Regions from separate parts of the Mus musculus genome. Here region 2 is linked to region 1. The links are chromatin contacts, called in public Hi-C maps. All regions are on one chromosome and are shown on one strand. The core of a region is the stretch at or near the end of the contact, and the rest is flanking DNA. Distances in the headings are between cores, read along the strand shown. Region 1 holds the start of Chchd7 (coiled-coil-helix-coiled-coil-helix domain containing 7). Region 2 holds the start of A530072M11Rik (RIKEN cDNA gene A530072M11).

What was found. A called contact is a pair of places that touch in the nucleus more often than the background predicts.
Region 2: a contact with region 1 is called in a Hi-C map of rod photoreceptor, with 8 times the contacts expected there. The contact joins the promoter of A530072M11Rik here to the promoter of Chchd7 in region 1. A contact is called at or near these places in 2 of 39 promoter capture datasets (liver and pre-B cells) and 6 of 484 Hi-C or Micro-C datasets (CD4 T cells, CD8 T cells, brain and 3 more).

The regions. Positions count from the first base shown.
Region 1 is chr4:3,937,228-3,940,325 of GRCm38.p6, forward strand. Chchd7 (coiled-coil-helix-coiled-coil-helix domain containing 7) reads left to right here and starts at 1,661. Exons shown (of 5, transcript NM_181391.4): 1 at 1,661-1,904; 2 at 2,152-2,299. Plag1 (pleiomorphic adenoma gene 1) reads right to left here and starts at 1,178. Exons shown (of 6, transcript NM_019969.3): 1 at 987-1,178.
Region 2 is chr4:16,162,825-16,165,808 of GRCm38.p6, forward strand. A530072M11Rik (RIKEN cDNA gene A530072M11) reads left to right here and starts at 1,286. Exons shown (of 7, transcript NR_045765.2): 1 at 1,286-1,367. Ripk2 (receptor (TNFRSF)-interacting serine-threonine kinase 2) reads right to left here and starts at 819. Exons shown (of 11, transcript NM_138952.4): 1 at 400-819. The coding sequence starts at 572.

The DNA of each region.
Region 1 (3,098 bases), core at 411-2,910:
AAGGCTTTTGCCCTTCGAAAGTTTTAAAAAATAAATAAATATTAACTCCTTGGTCCCTGCAAAGTCCAAATGGACTTCAGGGGAAAGGCGGTTCACACTTTTACCTTTGGCGAGAAAGGGGGGCGCATCCCGGATTTTTAGGGATTTTTTGCGATTTTTTAACAATTTTTATTTGGTTATATGCCTGAGTTCTCCCTCCATTTTGGTTGTTTATGATACTGACAACAAGCTGTCCCTGCTCCGTCCCGATCTCCTGCTTTCATTTAGCACCCCCTCCCCCTACGCCCCCGTCGCCACCCGGCTGGGTCCGGCGCCCCGCGGACCCCGCACCCCGACTCGGCTCTCCCACCTGGGCAGGAGGGCAAAAACAAATGCATTTCTCCAGAAAAGAAAAACCTCTTCGGAAAAGGGGGCAAAGTTACCCCAAGTCACTCCCAGTACCCCCCAAATATTGCCGACCGCGGGTCTCCGCCAGGCCCTCTGGGAAGCGACCTTCCCCCGGGATGTTTTGGTGGAAAACGCGGAGAGTTTCCTCTCAAAACCGAATTTATATTAATTTTTCCCTTATTTTTCGGGTCTCTAATGTCTTCCGCTCTCTCTGCTGCCGCTGCCGCTGTCACAATATTCACAGCACCAGAGAGGAGGAGGAGGAGGAGGAGGAAAACTTTTCAAACTTTCCAGACCCTGAATAAAAGGGTTTTTTTTTTCCCACCGACCTCACCTTCGGGTCCCCAGTCGCGTCGCCCCCTGCCCTGTCAGCAGCGACCTCGGGAGTCCTTGCAGCCCCGCCGCACGATTTTATTTGATTTTTTATTATTATTTTTCTCTCTGGGGTCCTGAGCAGGGGCTGGGAGTAGCACAAACTTTTCCTCCTCCTGCCGCCGCCGCGGCTCCTCTGCCCCCTCGGCTAGTCCCATAATTTAAATAACCCTGATATTCCTCCCGCTAAACGCCTCCCCGCCGCCCCGGACCCCCGGAGAACTCACCGCGGAGCTTTAACATCCTCCCTCCGGCCCGTCCGCCGCCTTTACACCGCCCGCGGAATTTCTAATAATTTTTTTCTCATATTTCGGGCTGGACGCGGCGGGCCTGGAAATTGTTTCCTTACGCCTCTTTCCAGCAGCCATTGTAGTGTATGCGCTGCCCCTGCAGCTCAACTTGCAGCTGCCGCCGCCGCCGCCGCCGCCGCCGCAGCCGCCGACGTCGCGCCCACCGCCGCCTCCTACCCCCCCCCACCCCCCCCCCCGCCCGCTCGGCCGCCGCCCCCGCCCCCGCCCCGCGCCCGCCCGCCGGCCCGCCCTGGCCCCCGCCCGCCGAGGTGCCCGCCCTCCTCACGCTCCGCCCAGGGCCTGGCCAGTCCGAGCGGCCGCCGCCGGGTCCAGATGAGCTCATTGGTTGACGTGGCTGCCCATCAGGCCGAAGTGGTAAGAGCGATGCTGAAGGGCGGGGGGCGCGGTGGGGCGGGGAGAAGGCGGGGTCTCACGCCGTCCCACCCGCTCCTCCTGCTTGAGCCCTCCTCCCGCTGCCCGGGGGCGGAGCGAACTGAGCCCGCCCCAACCTCACAGAGTTCCGCGCGCCTGTCAATCTGGCAGCGGCGTGCGTGGATTGGACAAGCTGGAACGGGGGGCGCGGGGGCAGCACGTTGGGGTGCGCGCTACTTAAGGTCCTGCTGCGTGAGCCACTGACGTGTTTGGAACTGCAGCCGGCCCGGGTGCTGGCTGAGTGGTGGCCTGTGGTGAGTGGTCTCCGGCCCCTCCCTCCCTGGACAGCAGGCCCGGGACAGCACTGCGCCGAGGGCAGACCCTAGTTCGTGGCGCCAAACCCTCCGCGGCGCGGCATGCTCCTGCCGCTACTCACGCCACGCGATTCGTCCGGCCGGGGCAGCGGAAGGTGACCCCATGCAGGTCTGGGCACCCCGGATTGTGTCACTCCCCTCCTTGCCCTCCCCAGGTCCCCGCTCTACGCCGCCCCCTTCCTTCCCAGCCCCTTTTGTGGTGTTTACCTGTGCCCGCCCTCCACCGTCCGATTCTGCGGCGCGGCACCTCGGAAGGCGGTGCGGTCCGGGAGTTACATTCTTGGAGATTCGTCTCCGACCTCTCAGATCCCTGTGATGTGTACTTTGACATTTTGTCCCTGGTACTCTGTACCCAGGTTTATGGTGTGCTGTATTTCTGTTTCCGGATTTAACACTCACAGACCAGACTCTGAGAAGCCTGGGGGGCCTGGACTTGTTCAGTAACGTGCCCTTCCCCCACTGCGGATCAAAGCTGCGAAGAGTGGGAAATCAGGAACTTTTTTGGTAAGCAGTTTGCCCTTTAGAGTAGATTTTAGCACTATTTCTCAGATGTGCTGTAGGTTTGCAGTCTTCCCTCAGGCTGGTTTTCTTTCTGAATGTCATCTTGGAAGTAGTACAGTGTTGTAACAGTTGTTCACTCCTGCACCTTCAAAAAGTAAACAGATAAGGCCTCTTTAGCAGGGCACTCCATCTTGTCCTTCAGCCACACTCCTCCATGTAAATTGACATTTCCTCTTCCTTTTCTGTTAACACAGGAATTCATACGAAGGAGGTGACATTAGGAAAACCATGTTTATAGTGCATTTAGTATCCAGAATAAAAAGCAGTAAAACGGGAATAGCCTGAAGCAGCAAATTTGATGCCTGTTTTGTGTGGATACTTTTTAAAAGAATTTCTGGCTGATGATAATGAAACAACAGAATCTCATGATCAGGACGCAGTGTGAATTGTGTTCGTATCAGATTGTCGAGATTATTATATGCATGAACGATCAAGCGGAGCTCTGTGGGAGACATGAAGAGAAGACTGTAGATTTTCTTAGTTCTGGTATTCTCTCAGGAAGAGGCAGTCTTGTAAACTATCTTCCGAAGAGGAAAGGCTTCTAGAGATAGTTGGACTTTGTACTGAGTGCCCTTCCTGTCAAGACGCTTCTACTGGCTGGGTATTTTCAATGAAGTTCATGGCATAAATGATTATTTGGTGATTACTGAAAGTTAAAGGACTCAGAGTAATCAGATTCTATCTCCGGGAAAAGTTGGGCTCCTTTAGCTTAGACATCCCGATCTTTACCAGAATGGAAGAA
Region 2 (2,984 bases), core at 36-2,535, about 12 Mb after region 1:
TTTTTAGTGCTAAATGCTCAAACTCCGGTGTGTATTTTGCAGTCACTGCGTACTTCATTTCCAAGAGCAGTTTTTAGAGTTCCACAGCTCTTACCGCTAACAGCTAGCTAAAACAAAGCAAAGCCCACAAGCACTGTACCAACACACGTCGGGTTCAATAAACAGGGTTTTAGAGGTGGCCGTGATTGCAGGTTTTTGGAGAGTGGGAACACCTCGGGTGGGAGGAGAGGCAGGGCGAGTTGCAAAGTCTGACGCACGTCCAGGATGGTTTCTCCCTTGGATCAGGTTAGCCCAAGGACTTAAGGACTCGCCGCGGCGGAGCCGGCGCATCGCCATAGTGCGGCCGGTCTGTGGACCACCCAGCCCGCGTCTGTGTGGGGCCCCGCGCCGGCGCCCTACCTGTCGAGCAGCGGCGTGTGGATGTGTAGGTGCTTCACTGCCACCCGCACGCGCCAGTCTGCGTGTCGTGCCGACGAGACCGTGCCAGAGGCGCCCCGGCTGAGGTAGTGCAGGTCGGCGAGCTTGTGGTACGGGATGGGGGGTAGCGCGCTGCAGATGGCGTCCCCGTTCATGGCTCCGGCTGCGCGGCGGCTCCGCCCGACCCTGGCCGCGGCGCTAGGTCCCGGGGCGGCCCATTCCCGCGTGGCCGCTGCAGTTCCGGCCCGGTCAGCTGTGCCAGGGAGCCCGTCGGGTCTGCGGCCGCGCCGGGGTGGACCGTCCTCCTCCCTCCTCCTGGACTCGGCGGGCTCCTCCCTCCGCCGGCCCTCCCTGGGCGGGCTCCTACCTTCACCAACTCCTCAGCCCCTGCCTCCTACCCCTGGCTTCTCCCTCCGCCGGCTCCTCCCTCCGCCGGCTCCTCCCTCCGCCGGCTCCTCCCTCCGCCGGCTCCTCCCTCCGCGGTCTCCTCCCTCTGCCGGCTCCTCCCTCTGCAATCTCCTCTCTCTGTGAGCTCCTCCCTCTGCCAGCTCCTCCCTCCGCCGGCTCCTCCCTCTGCCAGCTCCTCCCTCCGCCGGCTCCGCCCTCCGCCGGCTCCTCCTTCTGCCAGCTCCTCCCTCCGTCGGCTCCGCCCTCCCCCAGCTCCTCCCTCCGCCGGCTCCTCCTCCGCCCGCTCTTCTGTCCTCTGGCTCCTCCTTCCGCCGGCCCCTCCCTCTGTAATCTCCCATCTTTGCGGGCTCCTCCCTCTGCCGGCTCCTCCCTCTGCAAGCTCCCCTCTCTGCGGGCTCCTCCCTCTGCCGGCTCCTCCCTCTGCAGATCATGGGCGTGTCTCAGAGGCCTCCCTCCCCCCACAAGCCGGGTGGACATCGCTGAGGCTTGGAAAAGATTTCCTCCGGGGAAAATCCCTCCGGAGTTCTCCAGTCTGGTGTCAGGTGGGTCGGCTGGATTTTCCTTTGGCCCGAGTGTCTTCCTTAGACTCCAAACCCTGGACGTGATAGGGTGTGGGGTGACTACTGCTGGGGAGCCTGGTGCCCCACTTCCTGAGCTGTAAACCATCTGGTTGCTTCCACTCCAGTCTTTACTCAGTGGCTGCCACTTGTGAGAAGTGAGGTAGAGAGGCTAGCGCTGTCAGTGTGACAAATTGAGGTGTTTAGCTTATATGACTTGCTCCCTTACCAGGAAACGGTTTCTTCTTTTATTCCTCAAAGCCTACTCACAAATAGAAATATAAAACCATTTCTTGTGTTTGGGAAGTCTTCCATCCAAAAAGAAAAACAAAGGCAAAAACAAACAAAACCAAACAACCAAAATCCAGCACTATTTCATCTTTTTACTGTAAACACCTTTCTACTTAGATAACTGTTCAGTACGATGTTTGGCGCAAATATCTCATATTTGTGAGCGATATAGTTCCACGATCCTACACGCACCAGGATACTACAATCTGTAATTGTCCCTTATATTATTAGTGTAATATATATAACACCGACATTTCCTTCCCTATACTCTAGTTCTTAATAGTTTTTTACAAGTCTACATTCTAAGATTATGTTTTCTTGGGCTGGAGTCATGGGTAAGCCGTTAAGAGGGCTTGTTCTTCCAGAGGATCTGAGGTTTGTTATCAGTACTCGAATCTAGTAGCTCACAGCTGCCTGCTCTCCAGCTCCAGGGAATCTGACCAACACTTCTGGCTTCTGCAGGCAACACACATACACATAAACAAAATACAAAAATATAAAAATATGTACTTACAATATAATGTGTATATATCTCAACTAAGAATATATATACGTATACATGCTGTATGTATGTATGTATATATACACACATATAGGGATTTTGTAAGTATATACATTTAATTTTCATAATCAATTAATGATAGAAATCTTAAGACATTAACATTGAAGTAAATGTACTGGAGAAAAACTTAGACAAAATAGACAAATTAGCCTCAAAAATAAACATCACATCTATACTTTGAATTCATTTATTCAAAGTCCTACAAAATTATACCTGAATGTTATTAAGAATAAAGTTTATTTATGCCTTATTACATTAGTCTAGGAAATAGCAGCTTTAAGACATTCATATCTCATTTAGAAATAAGATACACACTTTTGCAAAAGAAGGCACTTTTTCAAAACCAGCACAGTTCCAAGTCAAGTGCAGTGGTATTGGTACCCGCTTATGTTACCATCCAGGGTCATGGACTGAGTTCAGTTTTTCCCAACAATTAAAGAATTAAAAGACAGAAAAAAAAAATCACAGCAACAGCAAGCAATCAAGTTCTGTTAATAGTAAAGTATGTGTGCAACACATGCACACATACACACACACACACACACACACATGCATGAATGCACACAGACACTCACAAGTGGATATACCGATCATAAGTGGGAAGGAGATAGAAACTGAAATCTGCTTTCCCCTGGAAGATTGGTAGTTGAGTGTTTTGGTGATATTGGGTGGGGTTTCTTCTCCCCTCTTTTTGCATTGATCAGTTTAAAAAGAGAGGTGTAGGTCCATAGTATCTCCCTGTGCAAGCT